Linked DNA regions of Hordeum vulgare: region 2 is linked to region 1. The links are chromatin contacts, called in public Hi-C maps. All regions are on one chromosome and are shown on one strand. The core of a region is the stretch at or near the end of the contact, and the rest is flanking DNA. Distances in the headings are between cores, read along the strand shown.

Evidence for each region. Hi-C and Micro-C count contacts between places; a contact is called where the count stands out from the background.
Region 2: a Hi-C map of leaf shows a contact between it and region 1, with 4 times the contacts expected there. The contact joins the promoter of LOC123448679 here to the enhancer-like site in region 1. A contact is called at or near these places in 1 of 6 Hi-C or Micro-C datasets (leaf) and 1 of 1 datasets of contacts at active chromatin or transcription factors (embryo).

What each region holds. Positions count from the first base shown.
Region 1 is chr4H:385,390,247-385,394,563 of MorexV3_pseudomolecules_assembly, forward strand. No RefSeq gene overlaps it. Among protein-coding and RNA genes, the nearest start is that of LOC123448678, 160 kb to the left of the region's middle. Within about 2 kb of position 1,870, at least 2 of the 3 cell types and tissues checked have open chromatin away from gene starts, as enhancers often do. A contact at or near this core is called in leaf, where this site is marked.
Region 2 is chr4H:385,742,828-385,747,144 of MorexV3_pseudomolecules_assembly, forward strand. LOC123448679 (sucrose synthase 4) reads left to right here and starts at 2,408. Exons shown (of 15, transcript XM_045125646.1): 1 at 2,408-2,590; 2 at 2,690-2,816; 3 at 2,894-3,045; 4 at 3,785-3,977; 5 at 4,076-4,194. The coding sequence starts at 2,493.

The DNA of each region.
Region 1 (4,317 bases), core at 620-3,119:
CCTAGACGCCCTACGTGCTAGGCACCACATGTGGAGAGAGCGCAAAATGCATGAGAGGAGAACCTAAGGAAGAAGAAGAGACTGACACTGGGCCGTGGGTCCACCTACCAACCAAAGAGAGCACTGTGTACTCGGGTACGACAAGCACAATTTCGAAATTGAGAGCTTTCCTTTTCCGAATATTGTCGTGGCCATTAGTAGGAGCACCTCGATTGCCCAACTATATATTTTATTAGCAGCACCAGTACCACACCACAATTACACCAGTCGTCGGTGTTTTTATTGTAACCATGAGATATCGTTTAGATAGTGTATTTATTTTTGTGTTGATATTGCAGGGTCATAGGAGTAAATATTTTGCAACGTCCTTAGCAAAGCTAGAGGACGACATTTTCTTAAGGGGGTAGAGTTAGTAACACCCCAAAAAAATTAACCATGTTTTCTTAATTTAAAAATTGGCCATGATTGTTTAATTTTTAAATTTCTAGATTTTCTATTGATTTCAGAAACCCGTCCTAATCTCTGTTCTTTAGAATTTTCCCTCCAAGTAGAAGTTTTTGAAAAATATTGTGGGATTTGACTGCTTACGTCAAAGCATTTTATTTCATTTGGTAAATTCAGTGGAAGCATTTTTATAAAAAAATTGCCAAGCTTCACTTCTTTTAAAAAATGCTCTTTATTCCTTCAAGGACCTCTTCTAAACTACAACCATTTTATATATTCATTCAAAAATTCCAAAAAAATTTGTAGATGTCATGTGATGTTTGTGGATCATTTTTATGCAAAAACCCAGCCACGTGTTTTGGAAAATTTGAGCAAATGATCCTCTTTTAAATTCTGGTTCAGTTTGATGTTTTGAACTACAACCCTAATTTATTTTGCCCCAATGCTCTTGGGATTTTTACTGCTTGTATTAGACCCTACCAAACCCTAAAGTATAGGAGATCATGCCCTTCTAGAAATTTTAAGACCATGCAACAAACCCTTGAAGTTGCTGTCGAGAAATGATTTTCTCAAAAAGTGCACTAACAAGTTTTTGCTTTGGCCAATCTACCTTGCCATCTTATTGTGCATCTAAAGAGACTTTGATCTGGAAATTTTGGTGGCCAGCATAACCCCATAGATGGCCCTAGAATTCTGTCGAGCACCTTGTGTGCGTGGCCAAAATTGGCATGATTATAGATTTGCTTTATGGACTAGCTCCAGTGACCAAACCAACATGTCCCTCAGCCATCCCTTGCCCTCTAACCTAGCGTCCTAGCCTTGTTAAGTTTCGTAGGCGTTGGATCCCTTTTAAGGGCGCTGGCATTTCATGCTGCCAGCCAGCGCCACCGACCACCTCCTGCATCGCCACGACGCGCCCTCCACTGCCATGGCCGCGCCGCCGTGCTTATCCACGGGAACCGTGGGAACTGACATCATCTGCCTAAATAAGGGGCACTCGATGCTCTCTCGGTGGAATATGATCACTCCTCACTCACCTAGTACCTCCCTAGAGCAACCATATCAACCGGGGAGCTCGTCCTCCCTCGCCTCCGGCCGAGGCACCCACTGTGGCCTACCGATCATCTCGGACCAAACCGAAGAAAATCTCCTCCCCATTCTTCCCCACCATTAGCTTTACCACGACCCTGCCGTAACATTTCAGTTGCCATTTTTCCTAAGCGAGCCCGTGGCGGAAGTCCTTTCTCCACCGGAGCTCCCCTCCACCATGGATGAAGTGCTCCTGACCCTCGAGCTCCGCCGCGCCCCTAAGCATCTCAAATGGACGCGACATCTCCTCCCGAGCATCTCCGTATGTAGATCACACCCAGTGGTAACCTGTGTCGTCAGGAATCGCCGCTGGAGTTCACCTCTATTCCTGCCGAGACACGGGACGGTGGGGGATAAGCACGACACGTGGGTCCCACCTGTCGGTGAGGCAGCCTCTTCCTCGATCGTGCAGCTGCGCGGGTGCACTTTCCCCGTCAGGAGGCATATTTCATTGAGTATGTTTTCCTCTTTAAGAGACCCTTTATGATTAAACCGTTTTCTTTCATGTTTATTTTTTTTAAAACAGAAATTTGAGCCAAGTTTGACTGGCTTTATCTTTTAAACCAAAGCTCCAATTGACTCGATTCTTTTTCTGTTGTTTCTCAAATTTCATCTAGTTTATTTTAAGATTTATTTCAAAAAAAAATTCAAACAACTTTTAGTACTTTTTAAATTGTATGTTGATTCGAGTATTTTCAAAATAGGATTTTGGAGCGAAGATTAAAACTTTCAAAAAGTTTTGGTGTGCACCTCACCTCTGTGCACGTTGAAGGCAAGCATTCTGAACTTGGACATAATAATTGTTTTGTGTTCTTTGCTATAACAAATAAAGTTTGCCGCTATGCTAAAGTGGAGTGACATTATTTCATGTGGAGTTATAATCATGCCTATAAGTAAACAATGAGAATTTATTTCTGTTTCATTTGAGATGCATGTGACAGTAGTCACTACCTTATGCCACACATGCCTACTGGATGAGATCCGAAGGAGTCTCTGTCTTGGGAAGACACGACCTTGGAGCTGACATCTTGTAGAGATGAGGATGATCAGTGAGGCATGATGGAGTATGATAGGTGCTGACCCGTTCTGGAATTGTGAAACATGCTTGTTGTGCTAATCATGCAGGGAAAAATATAAGCCTCCTGAGTCGACCATAGATCGAGTCTTGGTCCAGTAACCTCCCTTACTTGTTTCGTACTACCACTTGTCCCTATCGAAGGAAGGATACGGTTGAGTAAGTCGTCAACACCTTTCTTGGCACACTGTACAGGAGGAGCCATTGTGGAAGATATGAGTGGCCCCTCATAGGTATGTCACTTGGTCCGGGGGCATGGGTTTTTCGGTCTACGACCGAATGGGTTAGCTCCCTTGTGTGCACTTGTTATAAATATTGTGATCCCATGCTAATAGATATTTGGAATCTTCCCACTCAGAGTTTTACTTAACGAGTGTTGTGGGTGAACCCAGACATCAGGAAGTTGGAACTGGTCTGTGCAAGTTAGGTGTGTTTTCAACTCAAAGACCGAAATCGGAATTAGTTGACATCTTTCATTGACTAAAAGACCCATTACTCGTGGGTAAAGAGTACACCTTCTACAGAGTTTTATACCTATTCGGGTAGGCGTGTCCGCCGTTAAGGACTACAGTCTAGGATAGGACAAGTGTCGGTCTTCGGAGGAAGTTAACTTAACCATGAGAATAATCGTGAAATATGGTGGATGATTATAATTATTATTTTTCCATGGACTAACCCTTCGGATATATGAACGTTGAATATCCGTTGGACGGTTTTACCTCCTTGATATTCATTGTTATTATTTCATATAAGTCCTTTATGTGGTGTCTCTTAGACGCCCAACTGTGGCAACTATCATTATTACCATATAAAGTCCTTTATGTTGTGTAGCGTAGACACCCGACTGTGGCATGCATTTATTATAAGCCCTTTATGTGGTGTCGCTCAGATGCCCAATTATGGTTGCACTTTATTATCTCTTATAAGCCATTTCTGCGGTGTCGTGCAGATGCCTGGCTAAGGCGTGCTTATTATCTTTATCCTTTCGAGGCGTCGTTCCACACAGCCGATCGGAGTATTTCCTATTTTTGGAAATATTCCGGAGGATTACCGCCCGATATTCATTTAATTTTCTTTCATTAATTTTTTATTAAATTTTCAGTATGGATACATCTCATGCTTACCTTCATTTATGATGTCAGCTTGTGAGTGGCGTAGTACTAACGAAATATTTTTAAATGCAAATTAACCACCTGCTATTTTATGTGTGTTTTCATGATGTTTGCGAGTACATGCAAAGTACTCATTCGCTCGTCCCTGGCTATTGTCTTGGCCAAATTCCGTGTTTGGAAAGGAGCATCCCGATGATAGCCCCACAACCTAGGCCCCGAAGACAGCAGCCACGTGAGACAGGAACTATCCAGGTCAGCTATTCCTATGGGAAATGGAGTCCTAGAGAAGTTGGAGACCCTCGAACCACTTCCGCCATGAAGCACTAGAAACCTTTTGTTGTACTCCATAGGCCTTCATGGTCTTGTACTTCAAATTCTGTAATTGCTTGGATATTTGTATCAAGGAATTGTGCACCAGCTAAAAGTATTCCTATTGCTGGTATGCGCAAGGGTCATTTTGATGGGAATTTAATATCCCAGAAAAACCGGCCCTGACACATCTTCCCAAGGAAATAGTTCCTTTACAGGTTCCTTTCTCAAGGTTTTGTGAGCATCCATTATGTATGGAGCTATTGTATGTTTGGGAATGTTAATCCT
Region 2 (4,317 bases), core at 1,158-3,657, 350 kb after region 1:
CCGGGGGATAGCATTGAGCACCGTCGTGGCCTGCGGCAAGGCGACCCACTCTCCCCACTATTGTTCATCCTCTGCATCGACCCTCTACGCCATCTTCTACAGGCGACAATGAGGGACGGCCTGCTTCACCCTATTCCGGGGAGGGCCGCGTGCATGCACACTAGTCTTTACGCCGACGGCGCATTAATCTTCATTAACCCTGTGCGACATGAGATTGACGAGCTACTAAACATCCCGCACCCTTTTGGCGAGGCCACTCGCCTAAGGGTGAACCTGTCAAAATCATCGGCCATCCTCATCGCGTGCGATGGGGTTGCCCTTGTTGTTGCACTTCACAATTTTGTGGGAACCATTGCGGCTCTACCCACTAGATACATAGGTCTCCCGATCATCACTGGCAAGCTTAGATTAGCGCACATTCAATTCATCTTAGATAGAATTTGGGCGCGCCTCGCATGCTGGAAAGGAAGACTGTTGCCCATCGCGGGCAGGCGCGTGCTAGTTCGTTGTTTGCTCTCGGCCATGCCCACATTCGCCATCAAAATCCTACGAGCACGAATAAAATTTTCAAGGACGTCGACAAGGCCCGGCGGCGTTTACTCTGGGCGCAAGACGAGGCGATCTCTGGAGGGAAGTGCAAGGTGAACTAGCAGGCGGTCACCAGACCGAAACATGCCGGGGGCCTGGGCATTCACGATCTGCCGACTTTTGATCGAGCCTTGCGGCTCCAATGGCTCTGGCTGGCCTGGACCCAGTCGGCCCACCCCTGGGTTGGCACGGGCACCCCATGCAACGCCGCCGATCACGCTCTGTTTGCGGCCTGCACGGAGGTGACCATCGACAATGGTGCAACAACGTCTTTCTAGACCTCCTCCTGGATAGGCGGCAGTCAGCTATGCCTAGCATACCTAGCGATCATCGCCCAATCCATCCGCAAAAACAGGCCAGTCCGGGAGACGTTGCACCAGGACAGTTGGATCTTGGACCTTCGAGTGACTATGAAAGCATCATGCACCTGGTGTTGCATCTCGCTAGGAAAATCACGAGCGTCGGAATCATTCTCAAAGAAGGGAGGGCGGAAACGATTAGGTGGACACCGTGCAGTTCCGGCAAATACACTGCATGGCCTGCCTACGATGCCCAGTTCAATGAAAACCCAGCGCTGAACTTAAAAACATCCATATGGAGGGTCTGGGCTCCGGGCAAGATGAAGATGCTCCTATGGTTGTTGCATCTGGACAGGCTCTGGTGCAACGACAGACTTCAGCGTCGCGGCTAGGACAACAAATATTTTTGCCAGCTCTGTGTGCGGCACCTCGAGACTTCATCGCACCTCTTCTGGGAGTGCTCACTAGCCATCCAAGCCTGGAACAGAGTGGCAACTTGGGTTGGATGTGGTGTCTTATCACATAACAACTGTGGCAGGGGAAAAACAACGACTGAGTGTGTCCAGATGATCATCGACAAAGCTCCTCCATGCACAAGGAAGGGAACCAGATCGATGCTCTTCTTGGTAGTTTGGTACATTTGGATCGAGCGCAATGCGTGCACTTTCAGGGAAAAGACCTCAAGCGCAAACACCACCACTAAAGCCTACCGTCGGGACATGGAGCAATGGAGAATCGCCGGAGCCAAATGCATTGAACATCCTTTTAGGGGCATACCATGAGAACTAAGCTGGCAGTGTATTTGTTTTCTCACACCATCGATCACTTGATCAATCCCTGTTTTCCGCTCTCTTCCTGCTATTGAAATGGAATCCAAAAATGGCCAATTCAAAAAAAAACTTTCAACATGTACTTCCTCCGTTTCTTTTCTAAATATAAGTCTTTTTAGAGATTTCACTAGGAGACTAGGAGCTGTTTGGGACTGCTCTACTCCTTAAAATTCAGCTCCGCTCCAGAAAAACAAGCCAAACAGGGTAGCTCCGTGATATGGCGCTCCACAAAAAACTAGAATCTGGGATATAGCTTAAAGTTTTTATGAAAATCTTGACAGGTGCTTCAAAAAACTCTAGAAGCTGAAGTTGGTGGGGAATTAGCCATCACTGCCATTAGTAAATAGATACCTCTTCATTTCTCCCCCTCAACCATTCAAATAGTTTCTTTTCATCAAATTTTTTATTTTTGGAGCTGGAGCTAGATGTAATTCAAACATTTTTTTTGATAGTGCTATAGTTTGTGTATGAAACTGCTCCAAAATGAATTTGATGAAGTGAAACTGATTTTGATGAAGTGGAGTAGTCCCAAATAGGTCCTAGAAGCAAAATAAATAAATTTATATTCTAAATAATGTTTATATACATTTGTAGGTGATTCGGAACATCTGAAAAGACGTATAGTCGTTTTCGCTAACGCTCTCCACCACGCGTCAGGAAGGCGCTGCATCTCATCTTATAAAGTTGGGCAACTCGGCTTCGCCTTCCTCAGCAGCGCTCGCAACGTCGCGGGACGGGAGCACACTGACACGAGTCAGCAGCACAGCAGCTAGCCATGGCCGCCCCGAAGCTTGACCGCACCCCGAGCATCCGCGAGCGCGTCGAGGACACCCTCCACGCCCACCGCAACGAGCTCGTTGCCCTCCTCTCCAAGTGAGTCGCCGATCAGCCACCCCGCCCAATTGTTCGCTCGTATGCCTCTGCTCTGCTGACGATTTTTTTGCCCCTGCTTTGGTCGGTTGGTTCCCGTAGGTACGTGAGCAAGGGGAAGGGGATCCTACAGCCGCACCGCATCCTCGACACGCTCGACGAGGTCCAGGTCTCCGGCGGCAGCGCCCTCGCTGAGGGCCCCTTCCTCGACGTCCTGCGCTCCTCCCAGGTGAGTCGTCACGTCGCAACACCGGCTGTTCCGTGCACGCGCGGGTGTCCCTGAATATTTATGCCTCTCGTGAGCAGGAGGCGATCGTGCTGCCGCCGTTCGTGGCCATCGCGGTGCGGCCGCGGCCGGGGGTTTGGGAGTACGTCCGCGTCAACGTGCACGAACTCAACGTCGAACAGCTCAGCGTCTCGGAGTATCTCCGCTTCAAGGAGGAGCTCGTCGACGGCCAGTATGTGTTGCTCCCTCCCTGTTCCTTCCTGCCATCTCAGCTCCAGCGTTGGCTCCTTTTGCCTTTACCATGGTCAATTTTTTAGTGAGAGGTTAATGTTGGGCTTGAGAGGCCGCCATGACGGCTGAGGCCATGTTAAGAAATTGACAACTTAGTAGCCTTCAGACTTCTCCTGGGTGATGGAGCTGGGATTCGGTCTGGCTAATCGGCTGCTTCATATTGCTTAGCCTGTCTTTCTACTGGGATTTGATGCCCGCTGGTGTGTTGTAGCCTTATTAGACAGCTGTTGTTGCTAAGTGTTATTAGAGTTCCGCGTTCCAGGTTTCTAGTTGAGCAGTGGTTCAGTGTCGTCAGGTTTTCGCCCCATGGTGGGTGATTCGTTTCAGCATCACCTACAGTGGGTTTCCTGGCGATGCTCCAACTCGCTCCCCCCTTTCAGTCCCCTTGTGCGCTTATGTTGGTTTATGGTCAGTTTCCTTTCGGTTTGCTAGTTCTTGGGTAATTCAGACTACAACAGACTGATGTATTTCCGTTGATTGCAAATTAATGGAAAGGGGTGTGAGCCCGGTTGAAAAAAAAAGTAGCCTTCAGAATCAGTACGGCTCTATGCTGGACTGCTGGAGCTGTGGTTCGACTCTTGCAGAGTGATGATATTAAAATTAAAACCAGCTAAATTGTCACAAGTGGCATTGTTTTATTTCAGCTTCTATCACCATAATTTTACCTCGTGACCTGGCAGGCACAACAACCCCTACGTGCTGGAGCTTGACTTTGAACCATTCACTGCCTTAATCCCACGCCCGAGTCGGTCATCGTCGATTGGAAATGGCGTGCAGTTTCTCAACAGGCATCTCTCTTCGATTTTGTTCCGCAACAGGGATTGCCTGGAGCCCCTGCTTGATTTCCTTCGCGAGCACCGGCACAAGGGGCATGTGAGTTTTGCTACCGCCGAGGAAATCTTTGCGAGAAACTTGTGTTTCATGTGCATATTTGTTGTTAATTTGGGAAGCTTTGCATGTGTGTTCCGCAGGTGATGATGCTAAATGACAGGATACAGAGCGTGGGAAGGCTTCAGTCTGTCCTGACCAAAGCTGAGGAGAACCTGTCAAAGCTCCCAGCTGAAACACCATACTCACAATTTGCTAATCAGTTAGTATACCCTATCACATTGTGCTCCCAGAGTCATTTTTGCATTTCAGTTTGTATTTTTTTTTGTTTGGAGAAGCACTACTGATGTTTGACTGTTTGAGGCTCTGAGCATTTCTAAGAGTG